2 separate regions of the Rattus norvegicus genome follow, and region 2 is linked to region 1. A link is a contact called in public HiChIP or PLAC-seq data. All regions are on one chromosome and are shown on one strand. The core of a region is the stretch at or near the end of the contact, and the rest is flanking DNA. Distances in the headings are between cores, read along the strand shown. Region 1 holds the start of Rbm15b (RNA binding motif protein 15B). Region 2 holds the start of Tmem115 (transmembrane protein 115).

Region 1 (3,735 bases), core at 376-2,875:
GCTCATAATGCACAGGGAGAGGTGAGGGCTGGTACTGCTGGGGATATCGAGTCTCCTCTGCTTTGGCAAAATCCACCCGGAGCCTGCGATCTGGACCACCCAAGGGAAAGCCCCTCATTTTAGCACAGGCAGCTTGGGCTGCATCCAGGCTCTCGTACTGGATGTAGGCAAAGCTGTCTCCTTTGACGTGATCGATGGTCCGAATGCTCCCAAAGCGATCGAATTCTCTGGCCAGGGCCGCCAGCGAGGTGTTAGGTCCAAGACCACCCACCCAGAGGCGGGTGGTAGGGTTAGCCTTGCCGTAGCCTATCTTTATAGGGTTTCTGCCAATCACCCGGCCAGACATAGCCACCTTGGCCCTGTGTGCCATGTCCAGGTTCTGAAACTTAAGGAAGGCATAGGCACCACCTTGGCCGCGGGCAGGCCTCTTGATGACCACCTCCTCAATGATGCCATACTTCTCGAAGGCCCGTCGAAGCTCCACTTCAGATACACTGTGGTCCAGGTTCCCGATGAAGAGATTTCGAGTGGCTCTCTGATCATCCTCCGGCATCAGGTCCTCCTCGCACACGGCCTGGTAGCTGTACGGGCGCCCGCGGTCGTCGTACAGCCCGTAATAGTCCAGGGCTCGCTCCCGAGACAGTCCCACGGCAGCCGCGGCAGCAGCATCCAGGGCGAAGGCTGCCGCGGCGTGCCGCGCACGGGGCTCCCGCAGGGGCGGGGCGGCTACCGGAGACAGAGAGCGCTGCTTGTACTGGTAGCCCCCGTGCAGGGGCAGATAGCCCAGAGGGTCCGCGGGCGTGGGAGGCCCTGGGGGCGGCGTGGAGGCAGCGGCGCTGCTGCTGCTACTGCGCCGACTGCTCCCGCCGCCGCGCAGGTACACGGGCTCTACCTTGAGCGGGCGGTCGTAGAGCAGCAGCTGACGGGCCAAGGCGTGCTGGCGGGCCTCACGCGCGTCCTGTGGGTGCCGGAAGTTCACATAGGCCACGCGGCCCAGCTCCGGTGTGTGTGACAGGCGCAGGCTGATCTCACCGAACCGCTTGAACTGGTGGAAGAGCCGGTCCTCCAAGTGCTCGGCCGGCAGCGCGGGGCTCAGGCTGCTGATGAGGAGCGTCTTGTACTCCGGAGCCGCCGTGGTACCGGGACCCGCAGGTTCCGCCCCGGGGGGCGGCGGGGGCGGCGGGAGTGGAGATGCGCGGGGCGACGCGCCCCCAGCACCCGGGTCCCCGGAGGCCTTGCCGGTGCGTCCTCCGCCTCCGGGCGCGCCTGAGGAGCGCCCGCTGCTTGCTCGGTGATTCGCATCCCCAGCAGCGCGCCCGTCGCGATGTCCGCCGCCTCCGCCACTGCCGCGGGGCTTGTCACGAGCCCGCGCTGGAACCGGGTGCTTGGTGCCGCCGGAGGCCTTGTGCGCTGCTCGCCGCCCGCCCGCCTCTGCCTCCCGTTCGCGCTCCCGCGGCCGCTTGGCGGACGATGACGAGCCACGCCCGCTCGGGCTGGAGTCTCGCTCGTTCTGCCGCTTCATTGCGCCGGCTTGGCGGGCGGGCGGCCCGCGGGTCCCTCAGAGCGGCAGCGGCGGCAGCCCAGGAGGCAGCGCCCCCGGCGCCGCCATCTTGGACAAAAGGACTCGGCGCGGCGGCAGCGGCGGGGCGGGGCGGGAGCGGCGCCGAGGGGCTGGGAGCTGCGTTATCAAGCTGCGCCGGCCGTACCACGTGACCGAGGTGGGCGGGACGAGAGTTTCGCTCGCCGCCTATCACCGGGCTCCGCGGGCCTGTACCACGTGACATCTTGGCAAACAGAGGAGCCCGCCTGACTGCGAGCTCTGGCGCCGCTGCGTGGTTGGTAGGCACCGGGCTACCGTGTTGGGCGCGGATTCCCTCTGGAGCCTAGCAGGCCCCAGCTGCACTCTGGCTCTGTGCTCTAGGGCTTCCTACACCAGGTCCGCCTACCTTTGGCGGACTCGGGACCCCGCCCACTGGAGCAGGTGTGGCTGCTTGGCCGGAAGCCAAGGGTTGTATCCCACTCAAACCTGCCACTAGGTGAAGAAATTCTATTCCCTTCCATGGAGTTTTCTGACTGGGACCAGAAGTGGCATCCTTGAAGGTAGACACACAAGTATCCCTACACCCTGTCCAGGACCCACATCCAGGCCATCTTGTGCATTCAGATTCTTCCGGCACTGTCCTGACAAGACTCTGAAAACGAAGACTATCCACACAGGTGAGACCTCCCTAGGTCCAGGTACATAAACTAGAAAGAATGCGTTTGCAACCCACAGACAGGCATCTTGGTGCCACTGGGTCCAAATTTCTGCTGTAGGTAGGTGTCTGGGCAGACAGGAGACTGGAAAGGTGGGGTGGCAGAACCAAGGGTAAAGCACAGGTAATGGCGTTAGTTATCACTTCTTGCCATGTTGACATCTTGCTGGCCAGTGTCTTGGCCACATCCAGGAGGTGAGGTGAAGTACCGGCAGGGGCACCCAAAGGCTGCTAGGGCTTATGTTCTCCACAGATGGTTGCGGATCCATTGATGTATCTGTAGAATGATGAAGAAGGCACCCAGCCTTCCCTCCTCCCATAAGCAGAAAAGCAATCAGCAGGAGAAAAGTGCAGGAGGAACTTGGAAGAAACAGCCGAGGGCTTCATGGCAGAAAGTAAGGCCCCGTTGATACAAAGTGAACTGGGGACCACAGGAGAGCTAAGACGCGCTCTTTGGAAAAATGTAACTTCTTAGCAGTCACTCCTTTCACATGATCTTTCGAGGCAGCAGGAGCAAAGTGTCCTTACTGAGGCACAGGTCACAAATGCCAGCAAGGGAACAACTGAAAACCGTGCTGCACAACTCTCCAGGCCCTCTGGGACAAGTTCACACTGCTCCATAAACTGACTCCTGCTAGACTCGCCAGAATCCAGGAAAGCCAGGGGCCCTGTCTGATGCCAGACTGGAACCCCAATGAATTAATAACAAGTACCAGGCAGAGTAAAGAAATGCTAGTTCTGACCACCTGCACTCAGTGCAGACAATTCTGCTTGTTCTGCATAGGCTGAGCCAAATGTAAAAGTCCTTTAGACTTAACCTACGCCCAGAACAGGCTTCCCTTCAGCACCTGCTACAGGGGCCAGCTCTAACTTCACCAGGCTGAAGTATGGGACACCCAGAAGTCAAGGCCCAAAACCCATCGGCTGCCCAAGCCTTCAGTCCTCTTTTGGGAGTTTGTGGCCCTCAGCACTGGCAGGCTCAGGGATCTTTTCAGACTGGAAAGATAAACCAATAACCTATAGGACAGAATCCTGTGCCAGCTCGACTCTCCAAAGACAATTTTTTTCTTTAATAAAAAAATCCCAGACAAACTTTGAAGTCCTAGAGTAAACCAGCAAAAGAAGGAAGTAAATTCCTCCCCACTTGGGGATGGGGGGGTGAGGGGGGCACGGCAGAGCCAACATCATCATCAGGAGAGCTCCAGGCTTCACATCTCATTGTCAGGAGCCCACTTAAAAAATAAATTACAAAATGGTTGTTTGGGGAAGAGACAGATGAACTGCTGTTTCCCTCCGGTGCAGCAGGAACTGGGCAGACTACAGATCAGTCCGTGCGCTGGCCGCCTTGGGGGCATATTTAGGCATGAGTTCATTTATCTTCCGGATATAGTCAGACTTCTCTGCACAGCCTTTGCACATCTCCCCCCAATCGTCCAGGATTTTCTTCAGCTCTTTCACCCGGAGCTTCTTCAGGTCCACT
Region 2 (3,735 bases), core at 876-3,375, 660 kb after region 1:
TCTGTGTGAGGGTGTCAGATTCACTGGAACTGAAGTTGTGAGCCACAATGTGAATGCTGGGCATTGAACCCGTGTCCTCTGAAAGAGCAGACAGGGCTCTTAACCGCTGAGCCATCTCTCCAGCCCCAGACTCTGATAAATTTTTAACAATAGGATTTTTGGTCCATGGTTACTATCACCCCTGTGGCCCACTATCAGGAGTGACAGTCTATCGTTAGAATCTGTGCTGTCACTGTAATCTCAATAAATTTATTCTTGCCTCTTTAGGGACAACTGAGTTGGGTTTTTGTTTTGTTTTGTTTTGTTTTGTGTGTGCACGAGTGTGTGTGTGTGTGTGTGTGTGTGTGTGTGTGTGTGTGTGTGTAATGTTGCATGGGTTGTCCCTATCCTGAAAATTGCTTATTCAAAAATCAAATCTGACTGAGTATTTGACTCTATTTTGTTTCCAGTTTTGCTTTTGGTTTGTTTTCTAAGATAGGGGTTTTGTTGTGTAGTCTTTACTGTCCTAGAACGAACTCTGCAGACCAGGCTGGCCTCCAACTCACAGAGATCAACCTTAGAGGCTTGAACCACCACTGCCCAGTGACTCTATATTTTGATTTGCTAAGTCAAACTTGCAAACCTGCAAGTATATGATATACAGTAGGAACCCTAACCCCAGACAAAAATAAAAGGTGAAAGGTAGTTTTGAACACATAGGCAGGTGTACTGAGCAATAGCTTAAAGGGATTTTATAATAAAGTCCCTTGTCGTATAATTAATCACATTTTTAAAATATGCACATTTAAAAATCTAGATACAACAACAAAAATCTCAGGGTTGGAGAGATGGCTCTATGGTTAATAGTGCTTGCTGCTCTTACAGAGAACCTGTACCCCCAGCACCCACATCTGGTGGCTCAGAAGTCCAGCTCCCAACATTCAACATCCTGTGTTTCCTCTGTGGCCTGCACACTTAATGCCATATACATACAGAGACACACATACACGTAAACAAAATAGCTTTTAAATAAATCTCAAACACCCTGCTGATAACCACTGTAAGCGTAAAATTGAGCCTAGGCCAACCTGGCACTTACAGAGAGACTTATAAATAATCTTTTTTCTTTAATGTTCATTGGTGTTTTGCCTGCATGTGTGTAAGGGTGTCAGAAACCCTAGACCTGGAGTTACAACTATGAGCTGCCCTGTGGTTGCTGGGAATCGAACCCGGATCCTCTAGAAGAGCCGTCAGTGCTCTTAACCGCTAAACCATCTCTCCAGCTCAAGGGAGATTTCTCTGGCAAGTGGAATCAAGTGGGAGAAGAGTCACTGAAGCAGCACAGCCTTGCCCCTTATTCCCCCTGAGATGGAAAACCTAAGTTCATGTAGCAAGTACAGTTGGCTGGAATCAGGGCAATGTGAACACCCAACACAACATGGCAAGTCGTTTACATAGATAGCTGCCTTCTTTGATCCTTAAAACTATAGTAAGAGCCTGCCATCGCCATCATTTTTAAAGATTCATTTATTTATTATATATAAGTGCACACCAGAAGAGGGCATCAGATCTCATTACAGATGGTTATGAACCACCATGTGGTTGCGGGATTTGAACTCAGGACCTCTGGAAGAGCAGTCAGTGCTCTTAACCACTGAGCCATCTCTCCAGTCCCCATCATTTTTAAGGTTCGTGAAATTGCACTTCAAAAATGTTCGGGAACTTGATCAATATCACATTAACTACAAATGATGGAACAAGGGTTCTGGCCTGCCTTGGGCTCCATTTGCCAGACGACAGGATTTCTGGCTAGTTCACGCGCATTGATACAACACATCAGAACCGTTCACATTCTTTTGTACCCGCTTACAAAAACATTGCTGTACCTGTACAAGTCACAAATAGAGCCAATCTCCTCCTCCAAAGAGTGCAGCAAGTGTGCGGCCCAAGGCGGCGCTGCCTCTTGAACCCGGCCACTCAATGCCTTGCTTTCCGAGATCAGGAATACTGGTCTCCACTTCCCTAACTTCTAAGAACTAGAGGAATAAGCACTGAAAACTACAACTCCCAAGTGCCCTAGCCTCTACATTCTACGAGACCTGTTCCGTGCACGGCTTCTGGGACTTGTGGTTCTATGCCAAAACCGGTCGGCTAGGTCTCAAGGACTCCGTATCCCAGCATGCCGAGGAGCCGGAAGGCAAGAGCTCAGAGGGCGTACAGTCGCGGCCGCCGGCGGGGGCGCGCAGGCGCGGCGCCCCTGTTTGTCCGCCCCGGAGAGGGGAGGAGGTACCGTCAAGTCAAAACCTTAGCCCAGCCGGAGCTAAACGGGCTTGACTTGAACTGGAACAAGGCATCAGTCCCGGCAGATCGCAGAGTCTCAGAGTGGATGGAGGAAGCCCAGCCTTGAGATCAACGCTAGCCTGGCCGCTGGGCCGACGGAACCGGCAGACAGGCGTGCCCAAGCCACCCAGGGCCTAACGTCAGGTCCCCGGCAAGAAGGCTTTCTCCTCGCTTTGGAACTACAGCCGGATCAGACCGGAACCAGAGCCGTCACACGGAACAGAAGCCAGTGAAGTAGCCGGGCCCGGGCCTCCCGTCGGGGCCGAACTGGGACGAGGCCCCGGGGAGGCCCCTAGGCCACCTTCCTCACCTTCCCTCAAGCCAACGCCCGCCAGGAAGATGCAACGCGCCCTGCCCGGTGCCCGCCAGCATCTGGGGGCCATCCTGGCCAGCGCCAGCGTGGTAGTGAAGGCACTGTGCGCTGTGGTACTATTTCTCTATCTGCTTTCCTTCGCTGTGGACACGGGCTGCCTGGCCGTCACCCCAGGCTACCTTTTTCCACCCAACTTCTGGATCTGGACCCTGGCCACCCATGGGCTCATGGAACAGCACGTGTGGGACGTGGCCATTAGTCTGGCCACAGTAGTTGTGGCCGGACGATTACTGGAGCCCCTCTGGGGAGCCTTGGAGCTGCTCATCTTCTTCTCGGTGGTGAATGTGTCAGTGGGGCTTCTGGGGGCCTTCGCCTACCTCCTCACCTACATGGCTTCCTTCAACTTGGTCTACCTGTTCACTATTCGTATCCACGGCGCCCTGGGCTTCTTAGGTGGTGTCCTGGTAGCGCTCAAGCAAACTATGGGAGACTGTGTGGTTCTGCGAGTGCCCCAGGTCCGCGTCAGCGTAGTTCCCATGCTATTGCTGGCGTTGCTGCTACTCCTCCGGTTGGCCACACTGCTCCAGAGCCCGGCATTGGCTTCCTACGGCTTTGGGCTGCTATCAAGTTGGGTGTATCTTCGCTTCTATCAGCGGCACAGCCGAGGCCGAGGGGACATGGCTGATCATTTTGCTTTTGCCACCTTCTTCCCTGAGATCCTGCAACCGGTAGTGGGACTGCTAGCGAACTTGGTGCATGGCCTCCTGGTGAAGGTGAAGATTTGTCAGAAGACAGTGAAGCGCTACGATGTCGGAGCACCATCGTCCATCACTATCAGCCTCCCAGGCACAGACCCTCAAGATGCGGAGCGGAGAAGGTACTAGGAACTTTTCCAAATTCTTGACTAGCTAGACTATTGGTGTGGCCACATAACCAGGCATTGAGGTGTTTGCACTACGTAGGCTGGAGAGCCACGGACAGGTGTTAGGGGTGGCTTCGACAGGTGTTAGGGGTGGCTTCCGAAAAAAGGACTCAGGTTTTGGCCTTGAGGGAACTCAGTATGTAGGTTTTTGGGCTCTAGTGTGTGTTTCTCATAACTTGGG

The links. HiChIP or PLAC-seq counts read pairs in DNA pulled down with a chosen protein or histone mark.
Region 2: a contact with region 1 is called in an H3K27ac HiChIP or PLAC-seq map of oligodendrocytes, with 14 times the contacts expected there. The contact joins the promoter of Tmem115 here to the promoter of Rbm15b in region 1. A contact is called at or near these places in 1 of 12 Hi-C or Micro-C datasets (mammary epithelial cells) and 1 of 1 datasets of contacts at active chromatin or transcription factors (oligodendrocytes).

The regions. Positions count from the first base shown.
Region 1 is chr8:116,423,749-116,427,483 of GRCr8, forward strand. It overlaps Rbm15b (RNA binding motif protein 15B), which reads right to left and starts at 1,626. Exons shown (of 1, transcript NM_001399320.1): 1 at 1-1,626. The coding sequence starts at 1,522. It overlaps Manf (mesencephalic astrocyte-derived neurotrophic factor), which reads right to left. Exons shown (of 4, transcript NM_001401064.1): 4 at 3,305-3,735. The coding sequence ends at 3,573.
Region 2 is chr8:117,083,981-117,087,715 of GRCr8, forward strand. Tmem115 (transmembrane protein 115) reads left to right here and starts at 2,126. Exons shown (of 2, transcript NM_001108779.2): 1 at 2,126-3,509. The coding sequence starts at 2,659. LOC120094259 (a long non-coding RNA gene) reads right to left here and starts at 2,027. Exons shown (of 2, transcript XR_005488458.2): 1 at 1,866-2,027.